Regions from separate parts of the Hordeum vulgare genome. Here region 2 is linked to region 1. Evidence: chromatin contacts called from public Hi-C data. All regions are on one chromosome and are shown on one strand. Each heading gives the region's core, a stretch centred on a gene start, on an enhancer-like site or on the middle of the called end of the contact. The rest is flanking DNA. Distances are from core to core; before and after follow the strand shown. Region 1 holds the start of LOC123402540 (alpha-mannosidase I MNS5). Region 2 holds the start of LOC123402184 (chaperone protein dnaJ 16-like).

Region 1 (4,385 bases), core at 673-3,172:
AGTTGTTGTTATAGAAATTTGTCATGCAGCAACATCATCTCGTTAACAATGTCAACCGAAGAAGCTTCTAGCGGAGGTCATGGCTTCAAGAGCTCGATCGGGTTGGGGAAGGGAGGAGGGGTGTGGGAGGAGTAGGAAAAAAGGAGAAAGGATGGGCGGCGACAGAGGCCTACCTTACCGGCGAACTACGGCTAATGGCATGGACCGGCGGCGAGCGGAGCGCATGCATGGCACGGCGAGCGTCTCGTGTTGGTGGAGCTGAGAGACGAACTAAAATAAAAGGGAAAGTTGATGTGATGCTGCGTGAAATTTCTAGAAAAGAGTATGTGTTGTGCGGGACCATGAGACACATTTCGACCGGCGTAGAAGGTCAACATAAAAATTGGATCCGTTGATTGAACACAATTATTTACTTTTTAGTAAACGTCCGGAGATCTATACCTACTATTAAAAAAATAGGTATTCTTAGTCCGTCTATTAAAAGAAATAGGTATTCTTAGTCCGTCATGCGTTTTTTAAAACCAGTGAGATTTTATCCAATGAATCCGCGGTCCTGAATTTTATTTGAAAAAAAAAAAGATTCGCAACCCTGAAAGAAAATAGGTGTGTTTTTAGTTAAAAAAACAAATTCACGATGGCAATGGAGTTCGAACTCACCATCATTCCATTGTATAAAATCAACAAGGAGATTCAGTGTTGCCAACTAATTAATCCCACCTCGCCCTCATAAATTAAACTCTATCAATTTATATAGGCCAATGAGTTACACATAATCAACAAGGAGATTCAGTGTTGTGGCTCTATGATACAAGAAAATAGAGGCGAAAGGAAATAGAGAGACAGAAAAATAAGTAAGCAAAGGTCCTTCCAAGAAAGAAGGAGAAAGGGAAAAATGCTAATGGCAAGAGCGAGGGAGGTGACCAAAGAGTACGACAGCCGACAAGGAATATTTAACGGACTAAGAGATATAGCTTATCACTCGCAATGCACATGTTCGGTAAAACATCATAACTATGCACACTTGCCAAATTGGTGCTACGTATTTTTTTAAAGGTCGAATTTGACTTTATTTGCGTCCATAACAAACTTGTACTGATTGGGTTTTAGGATGCGAAAACTAAAAGGAAACAAATATCATGATTAGACGATGCACAACTATTTCATGTGTTGAGAAAATGTTGATCTCCAAAATATGCTTTTACAATAAAAGATTAAAAAATTCAAAATTCTGTAATTATTTTAAAACAAAGAAATATTTGTGTTTTCTACAAAGTACAAAATAAAATCAAGTACTAGACTATTTGATGAACCACTACTCTTTCATCACATGAAAGATGTTAGGGTGGCTTCTTTACATCCACGTGTCATACTCCCAAAAATTATAAACTTATTACCGATGTTTACCGAAATTGAATATAAAAAATAACATGTACTCTCACACGGAACAGATTTTATGATACTTTTAGCCTGTTGCAACGCATTAATATTTGTACTACTCCTTCCGTCCTAAAATAATTGTCTTAAGCTTAGTACAATTTTGTACTAGAGCTAGTATAAAGTTGAGACAGTTATTTTGAGACGGAGGAAGTACTAAATATAAAGTTTGCAGTGAAGCTCGCGCGTGCACAAACACACGCAAAGGGTGCAAATTATTACCCCTGGTATTAAATTTGTATATCCCCGTTTCAGGTTAATATTACAGAAAGAAGAAAAAGAATCCGTGTTCAAAATCCTACGTGGCAGACAACGTGTCGTAATACTACGTACACGCAAGCATAAAACACGTCAGGTACGAGATCCGAGTACACGTCTACCAAATCCACGGGCGGAAGGAAGGAAAGGAACTAAACTATCCGCTCCCGGTCGTGCCGTGCGGGGTCCTGATCCCCATCCGACACCACCGTCGTCATCGGCTCCCAGTCCCACCTCCATCTCCATGCGATCTCCTCGGCCGGCGCGGCTAGCTGCCGTCGCGCTTCTCCTCGCGGCGCTCGCTGCGGCCGCGACCGCCACCGCCACCGCCGCCGCGGCCAGCAGGGACGGGTACGGGCGCGCGAGGAGGCTGCGCATGAGGGGCAAGGTCGTCGAGATGTGAGCGCTCCCCTGTCTTCTCTTCAGCTACCCTCAGTTCGAGTTCTGTCGGGTTTAGTCCGAGCTTTGGGACTGGGAAGGTTCCATTCTGTCGCGGCGATTTCGGTTTCATACGGGGAAGAAGATTCTAGCTGTCCTGTGAGCTCCGCCTTCTCTGGTCCGGGGACTTCTGTTCTAAGACAAAAAGCCCATGTAATTCGCGTCGCAGATAAAAATGCGTGCTTTGCTCATCCTGTTAAGAGTTCAGACGAGTGACAACATCTCGAGCTCAAGCCTAGAACCAACGTTTCGGCCCATGTGGTCAATGAATCGCCGCATAATCTCTGTATTTCACTTTTTCACTTTATCATCTCCTAGATCAAGTATGTTTGCCTTATTGCCTTGACCTTCAGAGTTCTGCAATAATTTGTCGCCCCCCCCCCCCCCCCCCCCCCCCCCCCTCTTCAGTTTCTAGATCGAGGCTTCCAGACTAGAGCCCCGTCTGCATATGATAAAGCATTCAACATACAGAGCTATACGTAAAGGTCGTCAACCTGCGAACTGTCACTGTCTAGCAAGCCTGCTAACCCACATAAGTGTGTAATGTAGTGTTCAATGCTTGGATTCTAGTACTGATCCATTTCCATTCATTTCAGGTTTTATCATGCTTATGACAACTACATGGCGTATGCATTTCCTGTATGTTCATCGGTTATTTTCGGAATACTTGAGCAAAATTCAGCTCATTTGTTCATGGCCAATCTGATGTTTTCTGTGTTGATACCTTTTCAGCATGATGAATTGAAGCCTCTTACTAAAGGCTTCACTGACTCCCTCAGTGAGCTGGGCAACCTAAATGTATTAATGTATCGACAAATTTACAGTTTCCAATTGACGCCACAAAAGCATAAAGATACCCCGGCGTAATATCACCTTTGTTCCTTGTAGCTTGAGCACTTGCCACAGGATTATAATGGATCAGCATTGTCACTAGTTGAGTCATTATCAAGGTACACTTTATGAAGCTGTAATGTTTCTGGATACTTTGAGATTTGTACTGCCTCTTCGTGATAATAAGAATATGAATTAGCACATTGTTTCTTCAAAAGGAAAATTGTATCCGTAAGATCGATAGGTGATGCCTCTCTGTTTTGGCTCATGCAGTCTTGTTGTCTTAGGTAACCTAACAGAATTTGACAGAGGAGTTAGTTGGCTTTCAGAGAACCTAACTTTTGATGTTGACGCTCGAGTTAATCTTTTTGAGGTAATGCCATTTGATTTTTATCACGACTAGAACAAAACAATGACATGTTTCCAGGATTTTAAGCAACAATCATTTTCTCACAGTTTTCCCTTCTTCATGCCTTTTTTTCCCTTCTTATCCAGTGTAACATAAGACTTCTTGGGGGGCTTATTTCTGCTCATATTCTTGCAAAGGACTACAGCAGTCAGAACAAAGATGGAGTATATCAGAACCAATTACTACACCTTGCTGAAAATTTAGGCAGGCGGTTTCTGCCAGCATTTGAGACACCTACTGGATTGCCGTATGCATGGATCAACCTTAAGGTTCATTTACAAATCCTTGGTCTTTCTTCTGATTCAAAAAGTAGTACACCGCTACAATCACGTTTACGGATAAAATAGATAGTAGTAAAAGACATGTATTGATAGATTCCAACTGTTCAGCATGCCCCTTCCTGCTATGGTACAGAACACAAGTGTCAAGCCTCATGCGGTAACTAGATAATTGTTCGACAATTATTTTGTTTCCCTTTCTGGATACCCTTGTATGATATTACTTGTAACATTGAAGTCATATATATTGCATAGCTCATGTACATTACAATCCTTCTAATCATGACCTGACATGGCTGTTGAGCTTGTATTTTATCATACATCATCTCTGATGCTATGACTACTTTTTCCAGTATGGAGTGATGGAGAATGAGACAACTGAAACAAGCACATCGGGATGTGGTGAGTGGCGGAATAGTCATTATTATGTTGGGTATCTTGGTAGTGGTAGCTAAGATACATAAATTTGTTGCAGGCTCCCTTATCCTTGAAATGGGTGCATTGTCACGTTTGACCGGTGATTCTAGATATGAAGCTGCAGCTCTTCGTGCTCTTCGCAAGTTATGGAGTATGAGAAGCTCACTGAATCTTGTAGGCTCAACGCTAGATGTTTTGTCTGGCAACTGGATTGAATATTCGTCAGGCATTGGTGCTGGTACTACTTCTTATGCTAGCCCACTCGGTGTATCGCTTATACCAACGTCAAATTTGTAGCATAATTGTATTTTTACAAGTAT
Region 2 (4,385 bases), core at 1,179-3,678, 240 kb before region 1:
TTTATGGATTGTATTTCGGGTATTTTAAACTTAGAGGACCAAAATAACCACCAACGCAAGTTTAATGACTTGTAGTGAATTTTTCGCTCTACCATATGCACATCGTTCATTCTCCCCCCTTGCGGGGCTTCTTAGCGGCTTAGCTGTAGCCCGCACCGCCCCGTCTGCATATGCAGCTCGACGATTCCCAGTGGAGAGGCTGGGCCGGTGCTGCGAGCTAGAGATGTCCTAGAGACAAACTACTTGAGGAGCACTCCCTCGGAAGCCTTCCAGCAATCACTTCCACGCACCGTCACTTGGCGCGTTCTGAGCCACCGCCACGTATCGCGTTCTGAATGTTTCCTCCGAATTTTGTTTTTTATTTTTTCACACGCGTTTTCGGCTTTTTAGAGTAGCTTTTTGGTGTTTTGGTTTTTCAGCAGTCTTTCTTGACTTTTCAACGTTTTTTTTAAATTGCGTGAAAAAACACGTTTTTTGTTTTTTTGCGAGAGGCACGGTTTTACTTCCCTGAAAGGCATGGTCGTGCTTCTCAGAAACGAAAAAAAACGTATTTTCTGTTTTTTTTTGCGAGAGGCATGGTTTTGCTTTCACGAGAAGCACGGTTTTGCCTTCGTGCGAAAAAGACAAAACACGTTTTTTGTTTTTTTGCAAGAGACACGGGTTTGCTTTTGCGAGAGGTACGACCTTGCCTCTTGAAAACAAAAAAAATCTGTTTTTTTCACGAGAGGCACAATTTTATTTTCGCGAGAGGCACGATTTGCCTTCGTGAGAGGCGTGCCACTCGAGGCACGGTTTTGCTTCCATGAGAGGCACGAATGTGCCTCTTGAAAATGAAAAAATGTGTTTTTTGTTGTTGATTTTTTCGTGAGAGACACGGTTTTGCTTTCACGAGAGACACGGTTTTACCTTCGTGAGAGGCGCAGCCGTGCCTTTCGAAAACGAAAAAAAATGTGTTTTCTGTTTTTTTTCTATCGCGAGAGGCACGATTTTTTCGTTTGATTTTTCTCGTCCTTTTTCATGAAAAAAAAGTTCGTCAAAACCTTATCAACATGATATCTTGTTTTGATGATCTGGACGCGAAAAACACAACGATGAAAATGGTTCAAGATTTATACGCACAGTTTGAAAGATAAAATATTTTAAAAATACAGATCTACAAAAAAGAAAAAAAACTCTTAGGCTATGACAAATGACACACATGTAATACGTCACTTGTCTAATCTAAAAAAATAAAAAATAATCTTTGAAAAAAGTACTCCTTAATTAATGATTTCGGATGTCCTACGGTGCAAGATGTTCAAACACAAAGTGCAAATCAAGTCACCATCTCCTCCTGCTGCAAGGGGATGCAGTCCTCGCTGGTCGCGGGCCAGGCCGAGCTCAATCATTCGCGATCTCATGTCGATTTAATCCACGATATCCATCTGGTTGCAACCAGACAATTTCCACAGGTAAGCAAGTGGGACCTCGGATTGGATCCTCCCGTGTACACCCTGCTACAGTTGGCCCTCTTGATCGCCGTGTCGTTGCATGCGTCTGCATCGGCAGGACGCCGTGAACCCGTCTAGCTAATTACGGTACGTAGGAGCCTTGTTGTTTATGCAGCAATCAGCATCGTATTTGCCGGAACAGCGGCGAGGAAAGCTCGGGATTTGCTTGTCCTTTCTTCTGGAGATGGCCGCTCTTCGGAGTTTACAGGACAACTTTAGCCATGATGGCATGATCGGCATGATCGGATATGCCCTTTGCTTGTAGTGTTGGGCATGGTATCAAGCCATACGAGCTGCCGCAGTACGTGTGCAAGCAATCCTTCATTTTCCATCTATATGCAACTAAAATTTGAGCCATATAATAAATACTTTCATTGTTTGTAATTATAAGTCTTTTTAAAATTTTCGCTACGCAGATACAAAGTAAAATGAATAAATTTACATTTTGAATATATCTATATACATCTATATGTAGTTTGTAGTGAATCCATGGGCTCTCCGGTGTTACCTAAAATTTCCAAGGTTTGTGATATTTTCCTTTTGGGCTGTTTTGGGATGCGATATTTCTCAAGGTATCTCATGTTTTTCCTGAGGGGTGAAAGTGAAAAGTCAAACGATTTAACATTTTCCGAAAGTCAGTCTGCATCAGCTGGACCCGATGCATGCGCTCAAACGACCCCACCTGTCACCGGTCACAAACAGACCCTCTAACTCCGTCACTTACAAGTGCGCCCAACGGTGCGCGGGCCCGTCGAGCCATTCAAACCGGCTCCGCCGACTCGCCAACGGTTTGGACCCGGAGCGCGACCGAGACCGGGACACGGTAACCCCGGCCGGCAAGGCCCCGGTCCAACGAGGCAAGGCGGCCCACTGCCCGACGGGCCCCGCATGCCGGCCCCTAAAATAATTCGCCTTCGCCCCTCCCTATCGGCTATCGCCTCTCCCTCCTCGCCCTCGTTTCGTCGCCATCCCTTCTCTGTTCCTCTGCTCCTCTCCTCGCCACCGTCCCAAATTAGCAGCGCCTGCAGCTCGCCAGCCCCCCGCTGCCGGCGGAATCCCTAGGTTCTGCCCCTCCGGCGCAGTCTACCGCCGCATTCGCCGCCGCGTACGCCCGCGGCGGGTGGTAGGCGCGCGCGCTCCTCGCCGCCGCCGCCGCTGCTGCTGCTGTAAGATCTGAGCGAGCTGCTGCTGCTGCCGTGTGGGTCCGGGGGTAGGGATACCGTGTTTGGAGGGCGTGGAGGCGGCGTCTATGGCGGGCCCCAAGTTTGGGTCGTTCAAGTCGGAGACCAAGGGGGACTCGGCGGCCGGCGCCGCGGCGCAGAGGAGGGACCCGTACGAGGTGCTGGGGGTGGGGCGCAATGCCACGGAGCAGGAGATCAAGAGCGCCTTCCGCCGCATGGCCCTCAAGTAAGTCAAGCTCGAGGATTTGGCCTCCTGCTCTTGCTGTGCTCCTCACGAGTCAGCCAGCTTGCCAGGATGGTACCAACTGCTAAAATTCGTGCTGGGTATAGCGTATTTCATATGGAATTTGCTCCTGCTACGGGAACATTAGCTGATTCTGGATGAAATTGTCGCTTCTCGCAACAACAGAGGCACACAATTTCTTGGGACCTTTTTTTTAATCGCTTGTTAAGACCAGACCAGGATGTCTATATAATTCAGTAGCTCTCAGCTAGCTTTTTTAGTAGTAATGGTTTGACGAAGGGCAATAATGCAGCGGCTTGAGTAATTTTCTGTTTATACGCTTGTCCTGAAGGTACCATCCAGATAAGAATGCAGACGACCCTGTGGCCTCGGAGAAATTCCAAGAAGCCACATTCTCTTACAACATCCTCTCAGATCCGGATAAAAGGCGGCAGTATGATTCCTCTGGATTCGAGGTGATCTGTGCTTTGATTTCAGTAGTTTGATGAGTTGCTTGTTTTTCTTGTGACTAATGCTTTTCTTGCCATTCAGGCCATCGAAGCAGATAGTCATGAATTAGAGCTGGACCTATCAAGTCTCAACACTGTAAATACAATGTTTGCTGCTCTGTTTAGGTAGCTTGTTCAGGACATCACTCTTTTGTTCTCTAATATCTGTCTGGTTATGACTTATGAGGTTATGTACTGATAGTTGTGTTTGTGCAGCAAGCTAGGAGTACCAATCAAGACCACAGTTTCGGCAACAGTTTTAGAGGAGGCATTGAATGGCTCAGTGGAAATTGCTCAGCTTCATTTGGGCAAATCTGTATGCAAGAAGGTTGGCAACTATCCGCCTCGTTTCATCTCCATGCATTCTTTTTGTCGAGTGAGTAACATTTTAGATTTAACACATTGGCAGGTGGAAAAACAATCAGCTCATTTTTATTCAGTGGACATAACAGAAGAAGAAGCTAAATTGGGGTTAGTGTGTAGAGTTAGTTCAACTGCTAAAAGTAAATTCAAGGTTAGTTGCAAACTCGCCGTTAGCATCTATCTGTCCTGTTCATTTGACAACTTAACTACTCCATTACATTACTTTGGCTGAGAAGCTTTCCCTTCTGTTACTTGTAATGTTGCACTTGGATAAGTCAACCAACCTATCTGTTCTTTTCTGGTTAACTTTTTTGCATTCTGGATGTTAAGAAATTTGTGGTGATATGTGCACCATTTCAATAAGACATATAACTCTTTGTTTATCATGTCATTGATAATCACATTTCAAATAATCACGTACACAGTACATAGTATTTTGTATTATTGCACTGCAAGTTTAGCAAATTTTCAGGTTTCTTCCCGTGAAAAAGTTCTTATTTCTAAGGCAGGTTTTTTCCCTTTCAGTTGCTCTATTTTGAACCTGAAGAAAATGGTGGGTTAAGCCTTGCTTTACAGGTACGTTTATCTGGCCTGTCATTTATTTGTCCGAACAAACATA

What was found. Hi-C and Micro-C count contacts between places; a contact is called where the count stands out from the background.
Region 2: a Hi-C map of leaf shows a contact between it and region 1, with 5 times the contacts expected there. The contact joins the promoter of LOC123402184 here to the promoter of LOC123402540 in region 1. A contact is called at or near these places in 2 of 6 Hi-C or Micro-C datasets (leaf and seedling).

Annotation. Positions count from the first base shown.
Region 1 is chr6H:509,585,634-509,590,018 of MorexV3_pseudomolecules_assembly, reverse strand. It overlaps LOC123402540 (alpha-mannosidase I MNS5), which reads left to right and starts at 1,922. Exons shown (of 15, transcript XM_045096464.1): 1 at 1,922-2,091; 2 at 2,727-2,769; 3 at 2,863-2,928; 4 at 3,019-3,080; 5 at 3,235-3,334; 6 at 3,457-3,639; 7 at 4,002-4,050; 8 at 4,124-4,303. The coding sequence starts at 1,937.
Region 2 is chr6H:509,827,564-509,831,948 of MorexV3_pseudomolecules_assembly, reverse strand. It overlaps LOC123402184 (chaperone protein dnaJ 16-like), which reads left to right and starts at 2,428. Exons shown (of 11, transcript XM_045096063.1): 1 at 2,428-2,897; 2 at 3,247-3,370; 3 at 3,447-3,529; 4 at 3,620-3,731; 5 at 3,813-3,917; 6 at 4,292-4,342. The coding sequence starts at 2,740.